3 separate regions of the Bombyx mori genome follow, and all the other regions are linked to region 1. A link is a contact called in public Hi-C data. All regions are on one chromosome and are shown on one strand. The core of a region is the stretch at or near the end of the contact, and the rest is flanking DNA. Distances in the headings are between cores, read along the strand shown. Region 1 overlaps LOC101736421 (protein split ends). Region 2 holds the start of LOC101736421 (protein split ends). Region 3 overlaps LOC101736421 (protein split ends).

Region 1 (5,068 bases), core at 743-3,242:
TTTTCTCAATACCTTTCGCTCCGTCACGAGAAGTTTTGCCTCTTCTTTCTGTGTGAGCGTCCATGCTTCGCATCCATACAATAGGATCGGTCTGACTAGAGTCTTGTATATCCGAATCTTGGTGCGCCTGCTTAGTAGCTTCGAAGAGAGAACCGGGTGTAGGGCTGCACTGCATCGTAGGGTATTTTGTATACGAATTTCGATTTCATCTTCCCTGTCATTGGTGTCTGTTACAGTGCAGCCAAGGTACCGGAATTTAGCCACTCCTTTGAACCTCGTATTTCCCACCACTAGGTCTTCTCGCTTCCGTCTTATGTTTTTATATCGACGCATGTGAAGATATTCTGTCTTCTCGTGGCTCACGCGAAGGCCAATCCGAGAGGCTTCTTGTTGAAGGCAGTTGAGTGCGTCTATAACGTGCTGCTTTCTTTCTCCAAGTAGAGCGAGGTCATCGGTATATCCTATCACCCTATGCTGTCCGTTGAGCCACACTCCGCCACTTAGTGTGTTCACTTTCCGTATGGCGTGTTCAAGTGCCAGGTTGAACAGCATTGGTGACAGAGCGTCCCCCTGCCTGAGTCCAGTCACAACGTCAAACTCATCAGTGAGAGAAGCGCCAACTCGTACCGTCATTCTACTTTCCCTAGTAGCAACCTCCACCATTCTCACAAGTTTCTGTGGGATTTTAAAGCGCTTGAGGATTCTATATAGAGTCGGTCTATCTATGCTGTCGTAGGCCTTAGCAAAATCAACAAAGAGCGAATGAATACTTTGTGCATACTCCCATCTTTTCTCCATTAACTGTTTCAGAGTAAAGATTTGGTCGACTGTACTACGATTACGTCTGAAGCCGCACTGATAATCCCCAATGATTTTTTCTGAATACGGCTCTAACCTGCTTAGTAAAACGTATGACAGTATTTTGTACGCTGTAGGTAGTAAAGCAATTCCTCTGTAGTTACTGCATTTCTTCCGGCTGCCTTTTTTGTGTATGGGGCAGATGACCCCCGAATACCACTGGACAGGTTGTTGTTCAGATTCCCATATCATTTTAATAAGATTGTACAATCTGGACTGCAAGGTTTCTCCGCCGTATTTCCACAGTTCAGATGGTAGGTTGTCAATACCTCAATGTCCAAAACGGTGGACTCATATTCGGAAGATTCACTACTTACGTTACGAATACGCATTTATTAGATTTTTAAACATTCTAATTTCATCCTTACAATCGCCATTTTCATCGTTACTCTCACTATTTTCATGAAGCGAAAAATTTCTCTTAAGATTCACTTCTTAAAGTTTAAATTAAATCTTTATCTTATAAATCAATGCCAAATTTACAGCAAAATTATTTTAAATTATTATTTATAAATGTTATTAACTTATTAAAAACGTTATACATGCGCGGACTAAGACACGTCCTTGCAGGTGGATATCAACAATCGAATTACGCAATAGTCGGTATTCCGATGCTCCGCACTTTAAGCTAAGCGTCCACAGATCGGTATCGTACGCATCGGACGCATCGCATCAACCGCATTATTTTTTCATACTGCGTCCACTGTATCGGCAGCGATCCGATTGCTGACGCAAGCACCAGCAGTCGGATTGCCGATGCCAGTTTCATTCGGATTTTCTTAGTGATCGTAGCTGTGTTTGTGAGAATGGAGGAAAGCGAACAATTATTTGTCGTTATTGCTTGTTTGTTGGCTAAAGAAGAAGAAAATGCAGGAACATCTAAAAAAAGAAAACAATATCTGGATACACGATATATTCAAGAAGAGATCGGAACATGAAGAATACCACGCACTATTTCCTGATCTGTTAAATGATGACATCAAGTTTTTCCAATATTTTCGGATGTCTCAAGCTAAATTCAATTTTCTTGATGACATCCATCCACAAATGGCGGATGACGCGGCGCGAGCGCGAGGGGTGCGTCCACTGGTCGGCATTCCGTATGACGTCATCGGCTTCTATACAAAGAATACTACGATCCGTTAAATGCGATGCTTCCGATGCGTACGATACCGACCTGTGGACGCTTAGCTTTAAACGCCTTAATAGAGAGTCGCTCTATCGACAGTTCGCGCTCTAAGGGTTAAAAGAATTTGATTTTATTCACAAAGGATTATAAAATTTTTCAGTGACTTGATGCACATTGATGGTACCAAGAAATTTTTTCACACTGGTTACTTCTCGTTCGATTTTAACGCTCATCTATATATTAATACGTGAAGCAAAAACTTTGTACCCCTTTTTACGAAAATTGGGCGGACGGAGCAGTAAGAAATTTCCCACACGATGTTAATATTTTTTTAAATTATGCATAAAAAATAGAATAAATCAATATAAAAAAAATGTGATGTGATCATGTATTTGACACATACATGCGCATACATACTATTTGTTTATTGTCAAACTTTTCTTATTACATAAAGTCTGTGGTCAAATTGAGAATAGATTAAATATTGTTTGTCTTTATTAATATTTGCCTAAAGTGTAGTGTTGGCGAAATCTGAGATTATATAATTTGACAATAGAATCATAATAGTGTACAAACTTATAACTTCAATTAAATAAAGTCGAATTTCCACTACCGGGGGATCACTAGTTTCTTTAATGACCTCATCTAATACAATGCCTAAATTAATTGCAGGACATCTCAACGCATCTTAAGATATTTCAGGTATTTTTGTTCTCAAAGCTCTTCCCTTGCGGATCGTTTTTAATAAAATAATTTATCTTACGTTGAGCTTCATTTTTCGCTGAAAATATATGTCTTAGAAAGAAGTTTCATCTTTCGCGTCATGCTCAAATCACACGTGTACCTAAAACAATAACAAACGTGATATAAATACGGTCTCCTGTCCGGTTGAGCTACACGGGACTATTACTAGGGTACTTTTAATTTCGATTTAATTGAAAGGTAGCACAAAATGTAATGGATCCATATTATTTTACTGTACATAGAAAATATTTAACTGTTATAGCGATTTCAATCTTTTAGGGTAACATTAAAATAAAAAATAATCCTTACCAGTAAGTAGTAAACTGCCGTCAGGGGTACAAAGTGACCGAAGTTCCAAAGAAGGACGCTCGTGAAGCACAAAGCGTTCACACAATTAATGCAGTAATCTTACAAACTTCAGATTATTCAGATTGTTTGCTTTGCGTTTTACACCCAGAAATGCTGTTGCTTAAGCTTTAAAACTACCGGGTGCGTAATGTAAAACATAGACAAGGGGACTGTTCACAAAAAGCGGAAACAAACTTAATTAGACTCATTTAGTTTTATAACATAATGTTTATTAAAAATGAACAGGCGTCCATTAACAGCGAAACAATACTGTTTCAAAAAAAAAAAAAAACGTGTGGCACTCGGGAACTGCCGCGGTAAAGCTATTGTATAGCATTTTTTATCAACTTATGCAATTAAAATTAGACAATTATAATTTAATATTAAAACAATAATAAAACAAGACCACGCTATATTAAACATTAATAAAAGCAAAAAATTCACTGTCCCCTTCACACTCATAAGCTAGACCGCGCGAGAGAGAGATAGGCAGACTTTTCATGATGCGCATGCAGTGTGACGTCACGCCACGCGTTTATTCACAAACACTACACAAGCGCAACGTGTACATTACGTACAAACACAACGAGATGCCCTACGTTGGATTCGGTCCATTTGACCGAATCCAATGTAGGGCATCTCGGATTGTCGACGATCCTGAACTTGCCGATCGGCTAGATCCTTTGGCACTGCGTAGGGATCTATCTTCCCTAAGCATACTTTACAGAATTTACAATGGGGAATGTTCCGAGGAGCTGTTCAATTTAATAGAAGCCGCTGATTTTCGCAACCGATCGTCTCGCCGGAACTATCATCCGCACCATCTGGATGGTTGGCGTTCCACTACAATGCGTTTTAAAAACAGTTTTCTGCCACGCACAGTAAATCTCTGGAATTCGTTGCCATCAGCGGTCTTCCCCAACAACTGCGACATTGGGTTATTCAAGAAAAGAGCATATTCTTACCTGAAGGGTAGGCAACGCACTGGCGTAAACGCTGGTGACCGTGGGCGGCGGTGAATCACTTACCATCAGGCGACCCGTCTTGCTCGTTTGCCTCTCGTTGTTATAAAAAAAAAAACGTAGAAGGCGTAGTGGGGGGTCCGGAAATTTTTTTGCGTTACGGAATTTCTTGATTCCGTCGCCGCGCTCAAAGCCCGCGTAATATCTAGGCAATAGCTTAAAAAACAATTTAATTGATTCCAATAGTTACTGTCTTTATTAATTTACTCTAAAGTGACAGTACTGCCTTCCTGACACGCCAGGGGACTGGTTTTTCAAGATTATAAAGACGATTTCGGTACAATAAAGTTTATTTAAATAGACATTCAACATTGTGTGAAGTAGATTAGGTTATTATCTTTTAAGGCTATCTACAAAGCATATATAATATGCGTTTTCGTCTTTCAATATTGGCCTGAGACAATGAGTTGCCCAATTTTCAGATAAACATCCCTAAAACAAAAGAGAAAAAGTAATACAAAAACGAATCCATGTATCTTGCAGCGTCTGTGATTAAGTCAAATTTTAATCATTGAACGATCACTAATAATAATTTCATTAAAACTGTTTCTGTTATTTCGTTATTTACACTGAACACAGGTTCCCGATAAAACCGTGTAAATATAATCATGAATCGAAATAAACTCAAATATGTGTTCGATTCAGACATTTATTTAAGTAAAACAAGAATAAAACATTTTAGAGAACGCGTACCTATTGAAACCTAACTAAGAAAATTAAGGCTTCATTCATGGAAAAAAATGGCAACATCCGTTACTCTTTCTCTATTTTAAAGTCTTGAAACGAACCAATATTATAATTTATGAATTTTTGGTTTTGTAAGATAATATCTTTTATTTGTTGTGGATGCTTTTATAAAAATAACACAAAATATATTATTAATAAAGGACTCCAAAAAACGGCTGCAGTAACCACCCAAGTACTGTGGTGAGCTCATTCATCGCTTTTAATAAATTTCTATTAGGAA
Region 2 (5,068 bases), core at 1,773-4,272, 61 kb before region 1:
ATTGTCCTACAAATTGCATGGTATGTCATCTTGGTCCTACGCTCAAAAGTTGTCAATACCGCAGGTTTTTTTTTTATTAGTAACTGTAGGACAAAGGTGTCACGTGATAGGTTAATATATTTTACGTCCAAATAAAACAATGTCCTACAAAAAAAAAGTATGCTTTATTAGTCCTACAAGATTAGTAATTTTTGAGTATACAAAATGAAATGAAATATATATATATAAACATAAAAACATTAAATTTACTCTAAATTCCTTGTAACAAGAGGAATGATAACCTATTATTTCATTACTCCAACTTTCAGGAAATACAACACCACAATGTGTTTATAATGCTTTCGTGCAGATAAAAAAGTCTTACAAGAAAGCCACATATCTATATTATTATTTTTTAACAAATTACACAAAAGGCACTCCATTATTATTTTGCAGCACAGATTACTATTCAAATTATTCCCTAGGACTCCCTAACAAAACCTTATATTTTGTAGAACAAATATTTTTTCACGTTGTTTAGATTATTATCCCGATAATTAACAAAGAAAAATTCGGTTAGTAATAAATTTTTTAAATTCGTGAAATCAACATATTTTATCCTTGCTACCCTTAGTAAGCTACCACTTACCAAAGTTACTGTAAGGAAAAAAGTTGGGCGTCTAGTCAAAACGAAGCTTCTCACGAAAAATCGGCTTGTTAGTACTTAGTCTGGCCATAAATACTGTTATAATTAAAAATAAACAAAATATTACATTTGAATTTGGAATCTGCAATTGTTATATGATTGCTCATTGAGTTTTTTCATTTGGGCGCCAATACATTGTACAATATTTTGCGATATTAAAATGGAGTGGGGTGATAAAGAGAACCGAATCGCTGTGATTGCATTACACAAAGTAGGTATGGAGCCAAATACAATTTTTAAAACTCTCCATACGCTTGGTATTAGTAAAATGTTTGTGTACCGGGCTATTAATAGGTGCAATGAGACCAGCTCTATTTGTGACACAAAAAGATATGGCCGTCCACGTAGTGTTCGTACGAAAAAGGTGGTCAAAGCAGTAAGGGAAAGAATTCGAAGAAATCCTGTCCGAAAACAAAAGATTTTATCTCGGGAGATGAAGATAGCACCTAGAACCATGTCGCGTATTTTAAAAGATGACTTAGGACTTGCAGCCTATAAGAAACGTACTGGTCATTTCTAAACTGATAATTTAAAAGAGAATAGGGTGGTAAAATCGAAACAACTACTGAAGCGGTACGCAAAGTACAATTGAGCAACATTTTAACAAACAAAATGACCGTATTTATGCTCAAAGTTCTAAGGAAGCTTCCCAATTAGTCGACAGAGTGCAAGGTGGGCACTATCCGACTTCAGTGATGGTTTGGTGGGGTATTACTATGAAGGAGTGACTGAGCCATACTTTTGTGAAAAAGGTATCAAAACATCGGCACAAGCGTATCATGATGCCATTCTTAAGAAGATAGTAAAGCCCCTTAACAACACCATGTTCAATAATCAAGAATGGTCCTTCCAGCAAGACTCGGCGCCAGGTCATAAAGCTCGGTCTACGCAGTCTTGGTTGGAAACGAACGTTTCGGACTTCATCAGAGCTGAAGACTGGCCGTCGTCTAGTCCCGATCTTAATCCGCTGGATTATGGTCAGTTTTAGAGAGTACGGCTTGCTCTAAACGCCATGATAATTAGGAGTCTCTAAAACAATCCGTACGATTGGTAGTGAAAAAAATTTCCCATGGAAAGAGTGCGTGCTTCTATTGATAACTGGCCTCAACGTTTGAAGGACTGTATTGCAGCCAATGGAGACCACTTCGAATAAGCTTTTTATACTTTAAATTGTTTTATATTTATGTATTAAACTAACACACTGTAAAAGTAATAAATGTTATTTGCCATAGAATTTTTTTTGTTTTCCTTTGTAACAACAGTATTTATGGCCAGACAGTATAAATTATGAATAATGTACCAGGGATCCTAATGATTTAAAAAAAACAGTATTTTGTAGTATTAGAAATGACACTAGAAATGGTCAATTTATTTAATTCTTACAGGCTTGACGCATAAAGACAGCCATTATACTATACAATGGAGACTTAGACTAAATGTCTGAAGAGGGTGGCAGCGTTCAGGTTGCGATGGCTATGGAGGTCAGTAACATTCTAGCACTAGATAAGCCGCGAGCTTTTTTACCAGTCTGCACAATAAAAATATAAATTGAACTTTTGCACAAGGGATCTGGGAATCGGTGCCAATTTGATAATGCGAAACTCAGGTATTACTTATAACAATTTGTATCAAAACTATAGGCGATTAACTTCATGACCTGGCGTGAACATATATTGGATTACTTTTTTTTCTTTGCTGGAAGTTTTCTATTGAGGTACCTATATTTTGAACGGAACTGATAAGTAAAAAAAGGTAATGTGAGTGGTATACGTCAAGATAAAATTTAATTTTCGCTTTTTAGAAAATTATCTGGAAGTATGAAAATATTGTGTTATAATTAATTATTTTGAAATATGTACATAATACTTATTTCTAATTATATAGCTATAGCCTTCATAAAACCCGTTTCTAAATAATAAAATAAGTCCATAATTTTACTTAGGCCTGCAACACTGCAGTGTCTTTCTCATTAGTTGGAGCGAGAAATGCGAGAAAGAGATAGTGTTTTTGCCGGAGCGCTGGCCAGCGGACCCGAGATTGCTAGATCTGGGAAATTATGTTTAAATTTTTTGAATGCTTCTTTGGTCAAATAAACTTCTTTAAAACAAGTTACCTAGTATACGCGTACTTTCGTCTTTTTCATAACTATTTTCAACGTATTAATGTTAGGAGCTCGTAAGAAATGTCCACCAAAATTTATATAGAGGTTGTAAATAATAATGACTGCTATATTCATTTACGAAGTATTACAATAATGAACAGTGTTTCAATCTATAAAATAATAATGTTTTTCTTAATTTACAATAATTTTACTCAAAAGCTAGGAACACTACTCCACTTTGCGCGGCAGCGGTCAGAAGGCGGAGCCTATCGGCAAACTCGCGTCGAGGCTCAGTTCTCTGTCAATTCGAGAGCTGCCAAGAGTACGCACGCGTCTGTTACGTAGTGTGTTAATAGTGCAGTGAATTACGGTGTGGAGATTAACGACCCAAGTGATGTGAAAAAGTGTTGTTTTCTTGAAATAGTGCATTGTGATTTGATTGATGTGACCATGAGAAAGTTTGCAATTGTGTGAATTGTCAACATGTGTGCAGCACAGTTTTGTGCAAAATTATTTTTTGCCACGTAGCGATGCGGACGGGTAATGATTCCTAATGTGGAGCTTGAAGCAAGATGGTTAGAGAGACTCGGCATCTGTGGGTTGGAAACTTACCCGATAACATTCGTGAAGATCGAATAAGGGAGCACTTCAAACGGTACCTAAATTGATTTGTTTTGAATAACTTTTCAGGAAGCGGAGCTGGAACTGCATACAAACGGAAAAATTGTTAATGTTATGATTAGAGAGCTTAGCCATTTTCATTATCAAATTATAGTATCAGTAACTCAAATTGCAAATAGGCTTCTACGTTTGTAGTTTAATTGATATTGGTCAAATTGCATTCAGATTTTTGCTTCATATTCGGGCATTTAAACTACCTACACGAATCATAACATAACCGTCAAATTTTCACTTAATGTAAATTAGCAAATGATCACATACTATCTACTTGCTTGGGTTACGGTTTGTTTATCGTGTTTAAGCTACCAGTGAAATCAGTTTCTGCTAAAAACAAATGTGAAAACAAAGTAAACAAACAACATTCGAGGTTACGGTCGTGAGTAAAGCCAGGCTGTCACAATGGGTTCACAAAATGTTTTGATATATACTAATGTACAAATGTAGTAAATCATTAAGGGCTCCAAAGTTTAAAGTATACGAAGTACACATTGATACCAAAGAAGCATGTTGTTATTTGTAGCTAACATGTATGTTTGATGATTAAATCTAGATGTGAATAATTATATAAAATATAATATCAAAATTCACGCAATACCACATACAATATGATCGTGGTATTTTTAAAAATATGTGAAAAAAATTTAACAAATAATTATGTACTCCATTGATAATGTCCATGAGTGACTGTGGCTGCTATGATGGTGGGCCATAAGCTTATCTGTTTTTTGATGGAACATATAGCCTCTGTGCACATTGTGGACGTCAATAATGCCACTGGCACACCCAAGTACTAGACAGAGACCACTCTTAATTGTTGTTGGCAAACAAATAAAATGTTGACATGTCACAAGGTGGAATTTTGTTTTGAAACAGAAAAAGAAACATAAAAAATATCTCTAATTGAAAAACTAATAATAATCTTAAGTTTCCGGTGAAGCTAATAAACAATTTTTAGATGATTTTGAACAATAATGTTTATTTTATTTTATTCATTTAATTGTTATATATACCAACAAGTTTTACTGATAGTTTATATTTGGAATATCTTTTGATTACTATTAGTCTAGGGAGTTTCTACATATTTCTTTCTAATCTAGAGAAAATCATAATCAAATTCATGAATAATAGTTCTTGAATTGATTTATGTAACCTTGAAAGATATTATTATTTTTTATTATAGATTTTATTATAATTACGTGCAAAGTAATAATGCTTTAACAATAGTAATATTGTTCAAATGTGTATCTACTAAAACACAATTTGGGATAATTTAAAAAGAAATACAATCATTACTTCATTCTTGAATAGTTTAACAGTTCAGTACTGTATTTTTTTCCATGTACTGATTTTTCAACAAGCTTTTAATAACTTGACCTGTATAATCTATTAAATATATATGTAATGGGAAATTTGAACATAATTTTTGCCAACTTTCAGACATCTAATAACTTGAATTACATGGACCAAGGACTTATGACCAAACAAGTATTTTATTATTTTGGCTTAATACCCTGACTGAAGATCAGCTGCATCAAATATAAATTTCTATTTTTAGTTCAGCCTGCTATAATCTAATTTTTTTTAACTACATTTTGTTTTTT
Region 3 (5,068 bases), core at 1,620-4,119, 36 kb before region 1:
GGTAGGGTTGCCAACTTTTTGAACAAACCAAATGTACAAATAGGAAAGGTATATTAAACATCATGTTGATAGGGTTTTAAATTTATACAAGAGCTTTCCCACTATTCTGTTCTTATTTGTCCGTTTTGAAAACTTTGTAAGCTTTACTGTATTTAAAATCAAATAAAAAATATACGAGCAACTCGTTCTTAATATTGTCAATGTTGCTCTATTTTCGTCATTAACTGTCATTCATTATAGAAACCCTATTTCTGTAAAAGTAAAGATGAAATGACGAGAGACAGAAATTAGATATATTTTGTGAAAATTCTAACAATATTTAAATAACCAAAAATGTACTTATAAACTTGATGAAACTTACAATATAATAATAGTATGGTTGGCAATGGTTACTAACAGTATGGTTGGCGACTCTAGATTGAAGTGCCACTTTCAAGTTATCTTATGCACTTTCATATTTTATGCATAATTAATTATATGTCATCCTAGTTAAACTACATATCCATTTCTAGGCACATCTGAGCTGATTGGAATTGTTTTTCTGTTCAAAACTGAACACGATCAAATAAAAAATATCATCTGCTGATTTTACTGGCTTTTAGCTACTAGTCATAGAAAACTAAATTTTGAAATCTGTATTTAATTAAGACTCGTCACACATGGTTTCGAATAGTTAAGACAACATATCCAATTGCCGAATTTAATGCGAAATTAGTTTTCATTTTTGAAATACTGATATCTTATATCTGAGGTGGGCTATTTGATTGCCCTAATGTTAGTAATATTCGTAATATACGTAGCTAAAATGCCGGTTAAGGAGTAAAAAAAGTAAAACATACTTTATCCTAACAATAAAGTGTAGTGATTGAAGTTATTGTTAAGATCAAATAAAATCATAAATTTGTTCGATTGCTCAGAAAATCGTTCCCTCTTGCTTTGCTTGATGTTTAAGAAAAATGTTGCCTTGAGTGCATATTATGTGTTGTAACTCTATTTTGATTCTTATCCTTGTATGTACGTTTAAAATAGTTACGCGCCTTTGCATGTTGATGTTTGATATTTGTGGCGTGCATGAATATACATGCTATTGTGTACTCCTCCCCCTATTGTTATTATTAGATGGTAAATTATTTTTTACAGTTATGGCCGAGTCCAGAATGTCAAATTGTTGGGTCGAACAGAAAGCGTACCCACAGGCGCAAGCGTCAGTGGAAACAGTGGAGTTTGTGCCACTGTTGCGTTCATGGATATCAAGTCTGCATCAAAAGCTCACAATATTGAGCATGTGCTTGACGAACGCACACTTACCACGGAGTACTACGAACCTGCTGCAATCCCGTCGTCTGCGGGTGCGCCTTCGGCTGGTTCCTCGCCAGCCGGTTCCGGTTATTCAGGCTCTTCGTCCTCCGTGAATTCCATCCCTGTTCCAGCTTCTGTATCACGTTACCATATTACGTAAGTAAATTAAATACATTATGTAAACTTCGTTTGTTTGTTGTCTATACTTGATGTTTAGATTACCCAGAAAACAGCTCATGCATAGCCTCGTGAAAAGAAATGAGAATGATTTATGGCCTTGTTAAAAATAAAATTTCAAAATTTATCTCAATATTCTTTTCATAAGAAAATGTTAGCTGCTTTGCTGATAATTCGCTTACATAATATTTAATGCACCACAATGTTTTTCATCTCCATTAATAGTTTGTGTTACAGTTAACTAAACCAAACATTGTAACATTCACTGCTTTTTCCGTCTAATAAGCATGTTTTTGTGCACCCTGTGTACATCTTGCCGCCGCCACCGTGATAATGATGTGTGTCTACGATCACTACTGTTTGCAGCTGGATTGCAGTGTATGACTTGGATTGCAGTGCAGGATTTATTAAGTGACAGTGAATTTAGAGAAGTCATTGTGTTTTTTTATTGTGAAAGTGTTGTGGACCAAGTGCAAGTTAAAATGTTATCTCTTAAATATCGAGCCTTGAAGAACCTCTACTGCACATCATCATGGTAGGCGGCGGCTATAAACTATAACCGCTATCCTTTGACATAACAAGAGATGTTTTTGTCTATGTAAATACATCAAGAGCATCCTTGCATAAAATTGCAATGCAAGAAATTCGCACGACTAATAGATTTTTTAATATATAAAAAATAATTACTTGAAATATTTTATAGGAACTAAGAGTAATCTTAAGTACAACACAGATTTTTCAATGACAACTCTTTAACATTCAGGCTATTCAAAAATCAAGCATTCGTCGCGCATGTTTTATAATTTCTAGACTAATACAAGTAATGTTTGGTCCGCATAGCACATTACGGTGTTCAGTTATGTTGCACTAGCAGAAAGTTCGGCCACTTTTCATCTTATGAGTTGTGAAACAGCTTTCATTTAATTGATTAAATTGACAAAATATAAGCTTTTCAAACGAAACTTTTCGTAATCATCTTTTGGTAATCATATTTACCACTGGACAAGTTTATGAAATTTCTTTACTTTTAAATTTATCAATGGCTAAAATAGATTCATTTTTATTGCGTAGATGGGTGAGACCGAATTCACGGCCCACTTGGTAAAAACAGTCTACACTGACTACATACAGGAGTTCATAACACGAATACCGCCAACGACCACCTTGACACAGGTCGAAGTCCCAGTTGTATTGTGTAACGACTGTACTACTCTTTAAAATGTAACGTATGACTGTTACGCAGTTAAACAGACAGGATGGTGGTACATACGGGGGTTATTGCTTACAATACGTTCCTACCACCGTCACAGTCTCCTTGTATATCTGAGTAAGTTGCCATTCGTTAGCCCTAAACACGTCATTTCGGATCCTCCCCCACTAATGGTGCTTTTAGGTACCTGAAGCACCGGTCACTGTTCTCGCCGAACCGTCGCTCGCGACGAAGGGTTCGGCAAGTAACCCATAGATACAGCCCACTGAGTTTCTCGCCGGAACTTCTCAGTGGGTCGCGTTTCCGATTCGGTGGTAGATTCTGCAAAGCACTGCTCTTGCAAGGGCCACTGTTAGCAATACCTCTTGTTTTGAGCCCCGAGAGCTTACCTACACGCTAGGGTAAAACTGATATAGCCTTTTAAGGCTATCAGCATAGATAGGAAAAAATTCGGTAAATCCTTTTGGCGCCTTTTACGACACCCACGGAAAAGATGGGGTGATATGTTTTATTTAGGACGACACCATATAAGCAGAGCTTGTTTAATTTCAAGAGCCAATATATTATTTAAGACCGCCACAGTAGTCAGGGACTCCTTATAATAGGTAAGCTTTCGAATAAATGAAATCATGGTCGAGGTTGGTTAGCTGTCGACGCTGATAATTGACGGTATTTCAACGCTTTTGACATCTTTTCATTACGAATGATTTTTGATTGACAACTATAGGTTGCAACATTTTAGAAAATAATACACGATATTTGACCGCTTATAAGAAGACGAAGAGTTGGGTCCTATTTGGACAATCTGAATGTATAAAAAACGTTTTTTTGTTTATGTGAGCTGTGTGGATAGAGCTGGCGGACGTAGTGTGTGAAATAAATGCGGGGTGGCGGGAGATGTTAGCTGTGTGAGCACTATGCTATGAACCAGCCTGCGGAAATCAAGGGATCCTCCCGCGTTTTAAATAATGTGAACCAAATGGACTAGTTGTTGGTACGTGGGACAGTACAAAATCGGGAAAGCGATCCTATTTCAAGAACCGAATGAATTGTTTTACGAAATTATAATATTGTTGCTATAGTTGCTTTTTAGTTATTAAGGCTCTTAGTAAATCACTGTGAATAAAGTTTTTTCGTTCGATAGGCTTAGATCTTCCAATAATGGTTTTATAAAACTTTAATAACTCTACCGAGAAATTAGGAACAATACAAATCTGATACTTCAAACAATTAAAAATAAATTCATTTAGTTACAAATGTAGCATTTAGCCAGAAAATATTATAAATATGTTTTTATAAAGTGACAGATACGTCCTATTTAATCAAACTAACCGTTATTTATACATAAACATAACCTTGCGACCGTTTGGGCAGTCACGTCAATCAGTAAACAACTAGTGTTCAATTCTGTTGGTTATACAATATTTCGTAGGTAATAAAATATAAAACTTATTAACTTACATGAGAATTTTAATGGTAAATAAAGTCGAAATGGAATTGTTATATTATAAAATTTAGTTTAAAAGGTGATATTTATTTGTTTCAAACCGTATCACGGGGTATCTAATGTTATTTGAAGCATGTGCCAGGAGACTGGGCAACCCACAGCTTTGCCGTGCAGACTCTTCTGATGAAGGTAGGTTTTTATTTATTCGTCATTCAAAGATCTGAAAGGTGCACCAATCTGAAAAATAGCGTTAACTTATACGCTGTCTCTCTGGCCGAGACGGAACATCGGACTCGTTTCTTTGTTCAATCATCATTAGTGGGACATCGCCTCGTTTAAGAGAAAAATCCGACGGTCAGGCCACTGCTCTGTTGCAATAGATCGCCGTTTCGTTTGTCGTATGATGGTGTGTTACATTGCACGAACGCACTCTGTAGTTTTTATATTGTAAACTCGCCACTCTTTGACAATATATTTTCTGTAGAAAATAATATTTTTTTTAAATCGAGTTGACTGTCTAAGGGGCTGCTCTCCAGCTACGCTCGGACGGGTAGATAAGCTCACGGGCTCATCGTGAGAGAATTGCTAACACAAGCCCTAGCAAGAGCAGTGATTCGTTGAATTTACCACTGGATCGAAATCGCGACACACTGGAAGAAACGACGAGAAACTAAGCGGGCTCTGTCTATAGGCTAGGTTTAACGTCGGAACTCTCGCAAAGAAGGGTGACCGGTGCTTGAAGAGCCTACAAAGCACCGAGAGTAGATCGGGAGGTTCCGACAAGACATATTTTGGACGATGGTGGCTTTGCGTTGCCCCGACTTCTGGGTGATTATGTATAGAGTTATGGTATCGTCCCGCTTTTTCAAAGAAGCGTTATGACGCTGTCTTCAGATATTTACGCATCGATTCTTGTTGGAGATCGTCGTGAAGAT

What was found. A called contact is a pair of places that touch in the nucleus more often than the background predicts.
Region 2: a Hi-C map of midgut shows a contact between it and region 1, with 2.2 times the contacts expected there. The contact joins the promoter of LOC101736421 here to the enhancer-like site in region 1. A contact is called at or near these places in 3 of 7 Hi-C or Micro-C datasets (midgut, posterior silk gland and whole pupa).
Region 3: a contact with region 1 is called in a Hi-C map of middle silk gland, with 1.8 times the contacts expected there. The contact joins two enhancer-like sites. A contact is called at or near these places in 5 of 7 Hi-C or Micro-C datasets (middle silk gland, midgut, posterior silk gland and 1 more).

Annotation. Positions count from the first base shown.
Region 1 is chr3:8,330,970-8,336,037 of ASM3026992v2, reverse strand. All of the region lies in intron 2 of LOC101736421 (protein split ends), which reads left to right. Among protein-coding and RNA genes, the nearest start is that of LOC134201372, 17 kb to the left of the region's middle. Within about 2 kb of position 1,992, at least 6 of the 8 cell types and tissues checked have open chromatin away from gene starts, as enhancers often do.
Region 2 is chr3:8,393,016-8,398,083 of ASM3026992v2, reverse strand. LOC101736421 (protein split ends) reads left to right here and starts at 3,022. Exons shown (of 18, transcript XM_038018574.2): 1 at 3,022-3,441. The coding sequence starts at 3,359. It overlaps LOC134201373 (a long non-coding RNA gene), which reads left to right and starts at 4,910. Exons shown (of 2, transcript XR_009976635.1): 1 at 4,910-5,068.
Region 3 is chr3:8,367,717-8,372,784 of ASM3026992v2, reverse strand. LOC101736421 (protein split ends) reads left to right here. Exons shown (of 18, transcript XM_038018574.2): 2 at 1,141-1,455. Among protein-coding and RNA genes, the nearest start is that of LOC134201371, 6.9 kb to the left of the region's middle. Within about 2 kb of position 2,869, at least 2 of the 8 cell types and tissues checked have open chromatin away from gene starts, as enhancers often do.